3 separate regions of the Mus musculus genome follow, and regions 2 and 3 are each linked to region 1. A link is a contact called in public Hi-C and HiChIP or PLAC-seq data. All regions are on one chromosome and are shown on one strand. The core of a region is the stretch at or near the end of the contact, and the rest is flanking DNA. Distances in the headings are between cores, read along the strand shown. Region 1 has its middle 20 kb from the start of Cd83. Region 2 overlaps Dtnbp1 (dystrobrevin binding protein 1). Region 3 overlaps Jarid2 (jumonji, AT rich interactive domain 2).

The links. A called contact is a pair of places that touch in the nucleus more often than the background predicts. HiChIP or PLAC-seq counts read pairs in DNA pulled down with a chosen protein or histone mark.
Region 2: an H3K27ac HiChIP or PLAC-seq map of large pre-B cells shows a contact between it and region 1, with 9 times the contacts expected there. The contact joins two enhancer-like sites. A contact is called at or near these places in 2 of 15 datasets of contacts at CTCF or cohesin (pro-B cells and stem cell-derived epiblast-like cells), 4 of 484 Hi-C or Micro-C datasets (the N1E-115 cell line, Th1 cells, embryonic fibroblasts and 1 more) and 4 of 115 datasets of contacts at active chromatin or transcription factors (epiblast stem cells, fibro-adipogenic progenitors, large pre-B cells and 1 more).
Region 3: a Hi-C map of B cells shows a contact between it and region 1, with 1.7 times the contacts expected there. The contact joins two enhancer-like sites. A contact is called at or near these places in 1 of 15 datasets of contacts at CTCF or cohesin (pro-B cells), 1 of 484 Hi-C or Micro-C datasets (B cells), 2 of 115 datasets of contacts at active chromatin or transcription factors (CD8 T cells and fibro-adipogenic progenitors) and 1 of 9 other capture datasets (embryonic stem cells).

What each region holds. Positions count from the first base shown.
Region 1 is chr13:43,763,865-43,767,027 of GRCm38.p6, forward strand. No RefSeq gene overlaps it. Among named protein-coding and RNA genes, the nearest start is that of Cd83, 20 kb to the right of the region's middle. Within about 2 kb of position 1,562, at least 107 of the 459 cell types and tissues checked have an H3K27ac peak or open chromatin away from gene starts, as enhancers often do. A contact at or near this core is called in B cells, CD8 T cells and pro-B cells, where this site is marked.
Region 2 is chr13:44,981,248-44,984,410 of GRCm38.p6, forward strand. It overlaps Dtnbp1 (dystrobrevin binding protein 1), which reads right to left. Exons shown (of 10, transcript NM_025772.4): 5 at 1,494-1,626. Among named protein-coding and RNA genes, the nearest start is that of Dtnbp1, 19 kb to the right of the region's middle. Within about 2 kb of position 1,739, at least 43 of the 459 cell types and tissues checked have an H3K27ac peak or open chromatin away from gene starts, as enhancers often do. A contact at or near this core is called in pro-B cells, where this site is marked.
Region 3 is chr13:44,806,952-44,810,114 of GRCm38.p6, forward strand. The region is part of intron 1 of Jarid2 (jumonji, AT rich interactive domain 2); the gene reads left to right. Among named protein-coding and RNA genes, the nearest start is that of Jarid2, 77 kb to the left of the region's middle. Within about 2 kb of position 1,605, at least 24 of the 459 cell types and tissues checked have an H3K27ac peak or open chromatin away from gene starts, as enhancers often do. A contact at or near this core is called in B cells and CD8 T cells, where this site is marked.

The DNA.
Region 1 (3,163 bases), core at 312-2,811:
TGTGCGGGACACAGTGACCATACATCCAGCTAAACAAGGGAAGACCCTGATGGAGGTAGTGGAACACTATCTGTAATTCTTGCTCCTTCTGAACTGGCGAGGTCCTTGCTCTCAATGAGTTTGTAGTCTTGTTGGTAAGCTTTTGAATATGTGAGCATTTAGTAAATCAAGCATAGTCTGTGAAGGAATTATATTAAACACGAGCAGGTGCTGACATATGGGACACAGCAAGAGAAGGGCCGAGTTATAAAGGGGCTGAGGTGAGGAAGCAAGTTTTCATGTCAGGACTTTACCTCCTGGAGTGCAAGGCCTGCTATGTGTCTGGCCACTGCCTGCACTTCATTTTGGCCATTTAACTCATCGTCTATTCCTCCAATAATGTCGAATAACAACACATCTCCTCAATCCCAGTGGCTTGCATCACAAACGTTTATTTTTTATTTTTTTCTTCGTATGGCTGAGGATTGGCTGGGATTCAGCTGATCTTGGCTCTGTTCCTCTGGGCCTGGCTCCCAGCTACAAGCCTACTCTGGGCTGGCTTCCTAGAGTTCCTGCAGGGACTGGCACTGCCTGAGGCACGTCTTCTCATGGTGAGGGCAGAGACACAAGAGGCTAAGTCTCACCATGGAAGCACACTAAAAACTTCTGTTGTATCACTTTCACATCTGTCTTTCAAAGTGAGTTCTAAGGCCAAGCCAAACATCAGGGAGACGGGAAAACACCCACCACAGATTCCTTGAGAGCTACTGAAAAATCCCACGATGAGAACCATGGATGGATCATCCTGAAGCAAGGAGGACTAAAGGATTGGAAATAATCCACGCAGACATGGTTATGGGATTGATAGTGTGGGTGGCAGACATGGGCTGTGCATGTAGTCTAATTGATAGAATGCTTGCCGAATCGTGCACAAAGCCCTGAGTTTGTTATCCAGCATCAAGTTAATTGGGTGTGGTAGTGCACATCTGTGATGTTAGCACTGGGCAGGTAGAGGCAGGAAGAGAAGAGGGTTAAGGGTACTTTCATCTACATAGCAAATTGTGGACTAGTTCTGTATGTTTGAAACCCTGTCTGTGACGGTGATGATGATGGTGGTAGTAGTGATAATGATGATGATGATGGTAGTAATGATGATGATGATGATGCAGTATAGATAAAAAAGATGAGCCCAGGTAGGAAAATGCAGGTGTGGGCTGATGTATTTTTTCTGTTGGGCTGAAGTGAAAAGATTAGCAATCATGTGATGCTCTCCCAGAGTTACAGAGTAGTTGGCGTGTACAATGGCAATGCAGATAGACTGGTGTTAAGTGAGACCTCATATTGGAAGAAAGTTCTATTGGAGGACAAAGATTTGGCCAACAACCAGGTAAGGAGAGAGTACACACACGTAGTGAGTGAGACCCGAAAGGTCAGAGTAGGCTCCCAACCCTCTGGGGTGCCTGGTCAAGAGGAACACCCTAAGTCTTTCTCACTTCTATGTTTCTATGATGTCAGGGCTACTTCCTTCCCCAAAATCCCCTCAGCGGCTAAGCATCACAGTGGCGCATGTGACGACCCGTGACGGCCTCTGAAAGTTCTTCTTTTGGTCCCTTCGGCAGGTGGCTGACGAGTGGAGAGCCTGGAGCCCAGCCTGCTTTGGGGTTGTCATCACTAAGACCAGCTGTAGAAGCCTGGCCAGCAGTACCCAGCGGCCTGCCTGGGCTGCAGAGTGCTGTGTTGTGAAATACCAGATACCTCGTTCATCTGGAGGGGACTCCAACAAAGGTCTGCACCTACTGGTGCTTAGCTCCGTGGTAGAACACTTGACTGTTAGAAAAGAAGTCTCTGAGTTGCAACAGCAGCACTAAGGCCCAGGCCAGGGGTGGGGGTGGGGCAGGCCTTTGATCATAACACTGGAAACACAGTGGTAGGCGGAGCTTGGTGGGTTTCAGGCCAGCCTGGTCTACATAGTTAATTCCAAGACAGGTGGAGCTTCAGACATTGTGAGACCCCGTCCCCAAAATAAGCAAATGCTGTTACCACCCAGATCACATTGTCTTCAGAGGCTACCTGGGTAGGAGTAGGGTCTCACCTAATCCCATTGTCTTCCACATACAGTGGGAAGAATACCAGCTAATTTACCATACAAAAAAGCTGAATTTAAAACACAAGCAAACATGTAAACCAGGTGTGGTGGCTCAATCCTATAAGCCCAGCCCTTAGGAGGCTGAGGCAGGAAAATCCGTGTGTTAGAAGCCAGCCTTGGCTGCATAGTAAGACCTTGTTTCAAAAAAAAAAAACCAAAACAAACAACAACAACAAACAAACAAAAACCAAAACCTCCTACCAACTCAACCACAACTCTTTCAGTCTCTAGCAGGTAGCATTTGTAAGTGCTAGTTCAAGGAGAACAAATATCTCACACGTCTAAGTATTCCAGTATATTTACTTGTGTGTGTGTTTGTGTGTGTGTGTGTGTGTGTGTGTGTGTGTGTGTGTGTGTATGTGTGGTGTCTGGTGTATGTGTGTGATATGTGGTGTGTGTTTGTGTGTGTGTGGTGTATGGTGTATGTGTATGGTATGTGGTATGTGTGTAGGTTTGTGTATGTGGTATGTGTACATGCCCGTGTGTGTGGTGTGTATATGTGGTGTCTGATGTATGTGTGTGGTACATGGTGTGTGTGTGTGTGTGTTTGTGTATATGGGGGGTGTACATGCCTGTGTATGTAGATGTGTGCATGTGTGTGTGTGTGTGTGTGTGTGTATACTCGTGTCTTTGTGTACACATGTGTGTATGTGCATATGTGTGTTGTATGTATGTGTATATGTGTGGTGTGTGTGTTTGTGTGTGTGTGTGTGTACACAAGTATGTGGAGGCCATGGGTCAACCTTGATGTCACTTTCTGAGGAGTGATTCAGCTTGGTTTTTGAGAGGGGGGGGGTCTCTCATTGGGGTCTGAGGCTTTCTGGAATCACAAGCCCACTATACCCTTTGTAAAGCTTTGTTTAAAATATGGCTCCTGGGGACCAAATTCAGCCCCTTGTGCTGTGTAGCCGGCACTGTACTGACTGAGTTATCTCTTCAGCTCTGTTTTTTTTCTTTCCAGTCTCATTCTATAGGTACTGCTGCCTCAGACAGTGCAGCCAGGAACAGGCTGGGGCCTGATTTAAAAGACAAAATTCC
Region 2 (3,163 bases), core at 489-2,988, 1.2 Mb after region 1:
CCAAACTTAAGCTAAGGGAGAAAAGAGTGTTGAATAAAAGTTAAAGGGAGCCACCATCTTGGACTAGGCATCTTCACCAGTCACTCGAGCTGACATCCCACCGCACTGAAGTGAAACTGAGTGGTAGCCTGGCTCTTAGCATGGTGACAGCCCCTCAGCCTTAAGCTTACCCACACCCAACGGTCCCTTCCACCTTTGTGTCACACACACACACATGTCCCTTGTGAAAGGAAATATGCTACACTTTCCTGTCTCTCTCTCCAGAGAAAGAAGGAAGGACAGAACGACAGTCGTAAGGATAGATATAAGCATAGTACGAGATATGGAAATAACATAATGAAACCTATCGCTTTGTTTGCTAGACCTAGTAAGGCAATTCAAGGACCTGCCTCCCTGTCCCTGCCTGGCAAAATAATTTTGAAATGACTAATACATTTTAATTTTTGTTTGTATTTCCTTACTTTCTTTTTTGTCTGTAAAAGCACTAGTAAACTAATAGTGTTCTATTTTAGAATTAAAATAAATTACAATTTAGAATTTAAAAAGTAAAGCCATTTTGTGATCTTTACGTTGTTCTAATTTTGTCCTTTGAGAGCAGTGACCCACAATATTACCTTCATGTGTACATGCATCAAACACAACAGATAATTCTCTGAATATAAACCCATCCAAATGAAAAATGAAGAAAACAAACTTCCACAAACTTCAAATGCAGCAGAACTCATCTGACCTCATGTCTATCGCCTGAAGGGTAAAAACATACTGTAAGACATGAATTTCTGAAAGCCTAAATTCTAAAAGCAATGTTTGGAGGACATCCTCTGGCCAGGATAGTTACTGTAAGTCCAATTCATTCATTCATTCATTCATTCATTCATTCATTCATTCATTCATTCATTCAACTTACACTTTTAAACAAAAGACCTAATGACAGTCTTGAGTTATTTTAAAAAAAGATCAACAAAGGCTGGCAAGCTGATTCAGCCAGCAAAATGCTTGTAGCTTAAGCAAGAAGATCGGCCTGAGTTGGATCCCCAGTACATACATAAAGTGCCAAGCAAAATATCTTGCTTCTAATCATGGCACTAAGGAGCCAGAAACAGGCAGATCCCTGGGGCCCATTGGCTGGCCTCACCAGTGAGTATCATGGCAAAATGAGAGATACTGTTTCAAAGTCATAATGAAACATCCCAAGAGCTCTGGAGGAACAACACCCCCACCCCCACCCCACTTGACTCCCCTCCATATGCAGAAGCACCTGTATGCATACAAACATTTGGGCAGACATAGGCAAATAGGTAACACACACAAAGCAACAAAACTAAAATTATTTCCTTAGCTTACTGTAGGCAGAAAGCATTAGTGGTAAATTTTAGAAATGAATACATTTCTATATAACAATAAGAATGCACTATTATTTTCAAAGCAATAGCTGAGAATTGATGAATTCTTGGAGGGCTTTGAAACTGCTCTCACACACAGGCCACACTTACCCAGGCTTGCCATCAGAGACTCCAAGTCCTGCAGGAGAGCGGGCAGCTGCTGCAGCTGCCCCTGCAGCTCGTTCAGGCTGGTCCTCTTCTTCTCCCAGTGGGCAGACAGCATGACCACCTCGCTGTCCACCAGCTGCAACACAGACCAGCGGGGCTCAGGAAAACCACATCTCAAGCACACAGTCAGTCAACGAGCCGAGGCCCGGCCAGTTTGTCTTTAGCAACCCTCCATGGTCTACAGATGGCAGTGACACTGAAGACAGTGCCACTTGTGTTGCTGGTTTTTCTTAGAAGAGGAAGGAACTCAGTATTTGTACAGCAGACCTCAAACTGCTCTTGTATCAGACATCTAACCCAAAGACTCCAAGGTCAGAAATAAGCTGACATCTTCTACGTATGTTCTACTATTAAGGAAACTATTCATTGGAAAATTCATACCTAGGAAAAATAAGACAAAAAGCAAACAACAACAAAAAAGTAACAAAAAGCAAATACACAGAAACAAATAAAAAAGTGATTTACTGGTAATTACTTGCTAACTTGAGAAGAAGTTAAAATATTTTGTCTGGTACACAGCATAATCTTTTTTAAGGCATTATAGATCATACCATGGTTCATTAGATAACTTGAAAAGTCTAAAATAACTAAGGTTTAGACAAAAACTACTTCTTACCAAAAATCAAAGCACAGCATATTTAAATATTAAGGCTTAAAAATGGTTTATTAATTCTAACTTTACACAAAACTAAAAATTACATTCTTTATATAGGACATAAAGTTTTTAGGTAGAAAGAATATAGCAGAGTACACTAAAGTATTTTAATTTAAGAAAATGTGAGGGTGAACAACTGTCAAACCATCACAGATGATTATACAATGGTACAACACACTAAGCATCTGCTACAAGCCCGACTCTGGGTTAAGCAATTTAGATATATTATCTTACAAAAACTACATCTTCTATGTTCCTCAAAGGCTTGCAAGCTAACAGTGTATGCAGAGTAGCTGGGAGACAGTGGAACATTTCATAGGTGAGGCTAAGCGTGAGAAAGCTAAACCACCACGGGCATGTCTTTGAAAGGATGGGGATTCCAGGCTCCTCCTCTGGGTGACAGACTCCTGGGTTACAGTGAGATGAACATAGTTCTTCCACCAAATGCTCCCAACATGGCACACTGTCTAACCAACAGCAAAAGGACCAGTCATAAAGCAAAATGATAGCCAAGCAAACCCTTTCTCCTTAATAAGCTGATTAGCTCAAGTATTTTGTCAGAGCAATGAAACTAATTAACATAGCATAAAACTCTACAGTTCATTCAGTCTATCTGAACAAGCTTGCTTGTTAAGCAAAGTTAAGTGGTGTCTGACACATTTTATGGATTAAAAAAAAGACAGAGACCAGGCTGTTTGTGTAAGACCAAAACAAATTAGTGCACCAAAGATGATAATCAGAAATTGTAACCTCCCCTCCTGTCACAGGAAATGCACCCTGAGCAGAGAAGTGAAGTCTCACTCAGCTCACTTAACAAATCAAACTGCTAAATAAAACCATTACTCTTAAGAGTTCAATCTAAAGACTAGAAACTGTTTCGCAATAATAGGAATTAAAAGGAAAACACTAGAAGTCTAGCTTCGGAAAACTACCATGGATGCCTAATCCTTAAGTAACT
Region 3 (3,163 bases), core at 355-2,854, 1.0 Mb after region 1:
TGCTGAATGTAACTGGTCCATGAAGTACCTTCAAATGCCTTTTCCAAAGAATCTGGTTTCTATTAATGAATTCATATATATTTATATACTAGGAGAACAATTCATTTTTTATTACACAGTAGCTATGGCAGGTGTCAGAAACTCCTGTTGTTAATACTAATGGCAGTCAGCATTTAACTTTTTTTCTTTACTGTCTGCTGTCTTGTGGTTTTTCAACTAGTTATTCTTAATTGTCATGTATAGTAGAAATAATTAAATCCATGCTGCTCCTCCTCTTATGAATGTTTGCACCTCTTTTAAGTTTTCTTGGCTTTCTCACATTCTGGTTTCAATTATGCTGATGTGTCTCTGGTCTGTAGGGCAGATTAGTGGCTTTGGTGTGGCCTTGCTGCATTTCCCTCAGCTCTCCTGCAGTTGGTTGATGACCCACGTGTCATGTCCTCACTATCACCATAAGGCTTGCTTCACCTGGGCCCCGTGTATACCATAATAGACACACACAGCTGAGTGTCAAGTGCAGAGGGAGTCAGCTTAGCTTAATTAGAGCAGTGAAAATGGACTGTTTGCTTAAAGCTGTATTGTACTCTTTGTTATTTATTATACACCTAAACTTTTAGAAGGTGAACATTTAGGAATTAAGCAATAAGTAATAAAAAAATGAATGAAACGACCTTTTAGAAAGGGTCTCTTCACTGAACATGGAGACACCAATATAAGTAGAGTTAGGTGAACAGCAAGCCTGAGGGATCCCCCTGTTTCCAACTCCCTAACATTAAGATTGTAATGTGGTGACCAGCTTTTTATGTGAGGATTTGTGTGTCCTGACTCAGGGTCTCATGCTTGGTTGACGAACAATTTACTGATCAGAGTATTTCTTCAGCAACAAGTAAGTATTCTTAAATGGATTTTTGTAGTATACGGAGGCAAATCAATTGAAAACTGGCTAATTAAGACCACAAAACAGCATTTGTACAGAAGCAGAATTTTAAGTTAATAGTGTGTGCTTTAGGGATGGAAATATTTCCAGTGAGACAACGACCACTTCTTGTTCTTTTTTCTTCTTCTTCTCCTCTTCCTTTTTTCTTCTCCTCCTTCTTCCTCTTCTTTTTTCCTCCTATTTCCTTCCTTCCTTCCTTCCTTCCTCCCTCCTCCTCCCCCCCCCCCCCCCCCGATACAGGACTTCTCTGTGTAGCCTTGGCTGTCCTGGCACTCACTCTGTAGACTAGGCTGCTCTGAAACTCAAAAATCCGCCTGCCTCTGCCTCCCAAGTGCTGGGATTAAAGGCGTGCACTACCACTGCCCGGGTCCAGTGAGACTTCTTAACTTACAGCATAACTAATGTTCATGACTTTTGACCTTGAAGTTTATATTGATTTCTTAGCTATGCAGGATGTAATTCCTGTTTTAGGTCTTAGTTTCTACTCAAAGATGGGACTTCCTTTTGGTGTGGTGGTAGCTGCTAAAGAAAAAATGTTCCATTTGAAAGTGGAACTCTGTGGGCAGGTACATTTTTAGTGTTTCCATTTACTATCATAGTCACATTCTATGTTCCAGTTTATGCCTGTGTGAGAGAAGTGGGCCTAATTGGGTTAGTCCGAAAGAGTGGTTTCACTAAAGAGCTATTTCCATGTTGGAAAATTCCCATTTCTATTTAAAGGGTTGTTCATTCTGGATGTAGAGGACAAATTAAAGAGTACTGTTTTAGAAGTGTGGCTGGATTTTTTGGCATTGGCAGCCTGATAATTACAGTTTTTGCCCAAGAGCTTTGAATTCTGACTGTTTTGCTTGGAAGATCTTCTGAGGAAAAGCTGAAGGATAAGGGACCTGGGTACCAGGAAAGGGAGGATTAGGCTGTAGTGTTTTGGTAGTGCTTTGTTGAATAAATAGGATAGCTCTCCTGGGGATTCCCATCACCAGGCAAGAGAAATGGCACTGTCTTATTTTGTCTATTTGTTTTCATGGATACATCATCTTTTGTAAGTAAAAATATGAGTATTGTCTGTTCTCATCAATAATGAAGAAAATAGAGCATACCTCCAGCTAGTAATGGTAAGCAATAATGTCTGAAAACCAGACATTATTGTGAATAAATCAGTCATTTGTCCGTTTTACTCACACACAGCTACTTCTTCACACCTTCCTTCTACAAGGTGGCAAAATTCTGTTGGATCAGGTTAATGAAACAGGTGGCCTGGGTTATTTTTAGCCCTATCCTTCTCATGAACTGTTACTCTTTCTAGATTTCTCTTTCATGTGAAATGAATTGACATGTTAAATTTAGGTTTATAGTGTGATGTAGTGTTCTGTTACTAGAAGTACAAACCATTTATGTCACAAGCTTAGATGTTCTTGGTCAGGGCTGGGGAGATGGCTCTTTGCTTAAGTGCACAATCTGCTCTTCCATAGTTCAATTCCCAGCAACTGCATGGTGGTTTTATCTATACTGGGATCTGATGCCCTCTTCTGGCATGCAGGTGTACATATACACACAGGGCACTCATGCATTAAATAAAGAAATCTTTTAAAAATGTCTCTGATTTACAGATTTTTTTTTTTGTGGCCAAGCAATATTCCATATTAATTTGTGTCCATGCCCTCCCATCCCCCATATTGAATAACTTAGGAGTTCTGCCTGGAAGTTTCTCAGGCTTCTGCACTCTTGCTGTGTGGTCAGCTCATGTGTACATGTATACTTTCATGTAGTGTATCATGTGTACTCTTTTGGCACTGGTGGTTGCTTCTGTTGGTAGGTAAGAAAAGACACATCCTTATTTCTCTGCTCTCATGCTTCTTCAAGGCTGCCCAGGCTCATTTTTCTGATCATCGATGATTCTTGGCTCTCTCTTTAAACTCTGTTAGCTCCATTTCACACCTCTCATTAGCTTCTCATTCCTCAGTCCAGAGTAGATGCTCAGAACCATATAGCACTGAATTCTGTTCCTCCTCCTGCCATGCATACTTATTACTACGGATTCTTACTATCAGGAACGTTGAGATTAATAACTAATCATAATAAAACAGTAGTTATACTTTATTAGAATTAGTATGAACTACTTAGGATGCCTAGAGTGAAAATACTGTATAAAAGTATGATTAATTTATATATCATGGGCATACCTGCTCAATGGTGTAAGATTTCATCATTTTTCTAAGAATGATAATA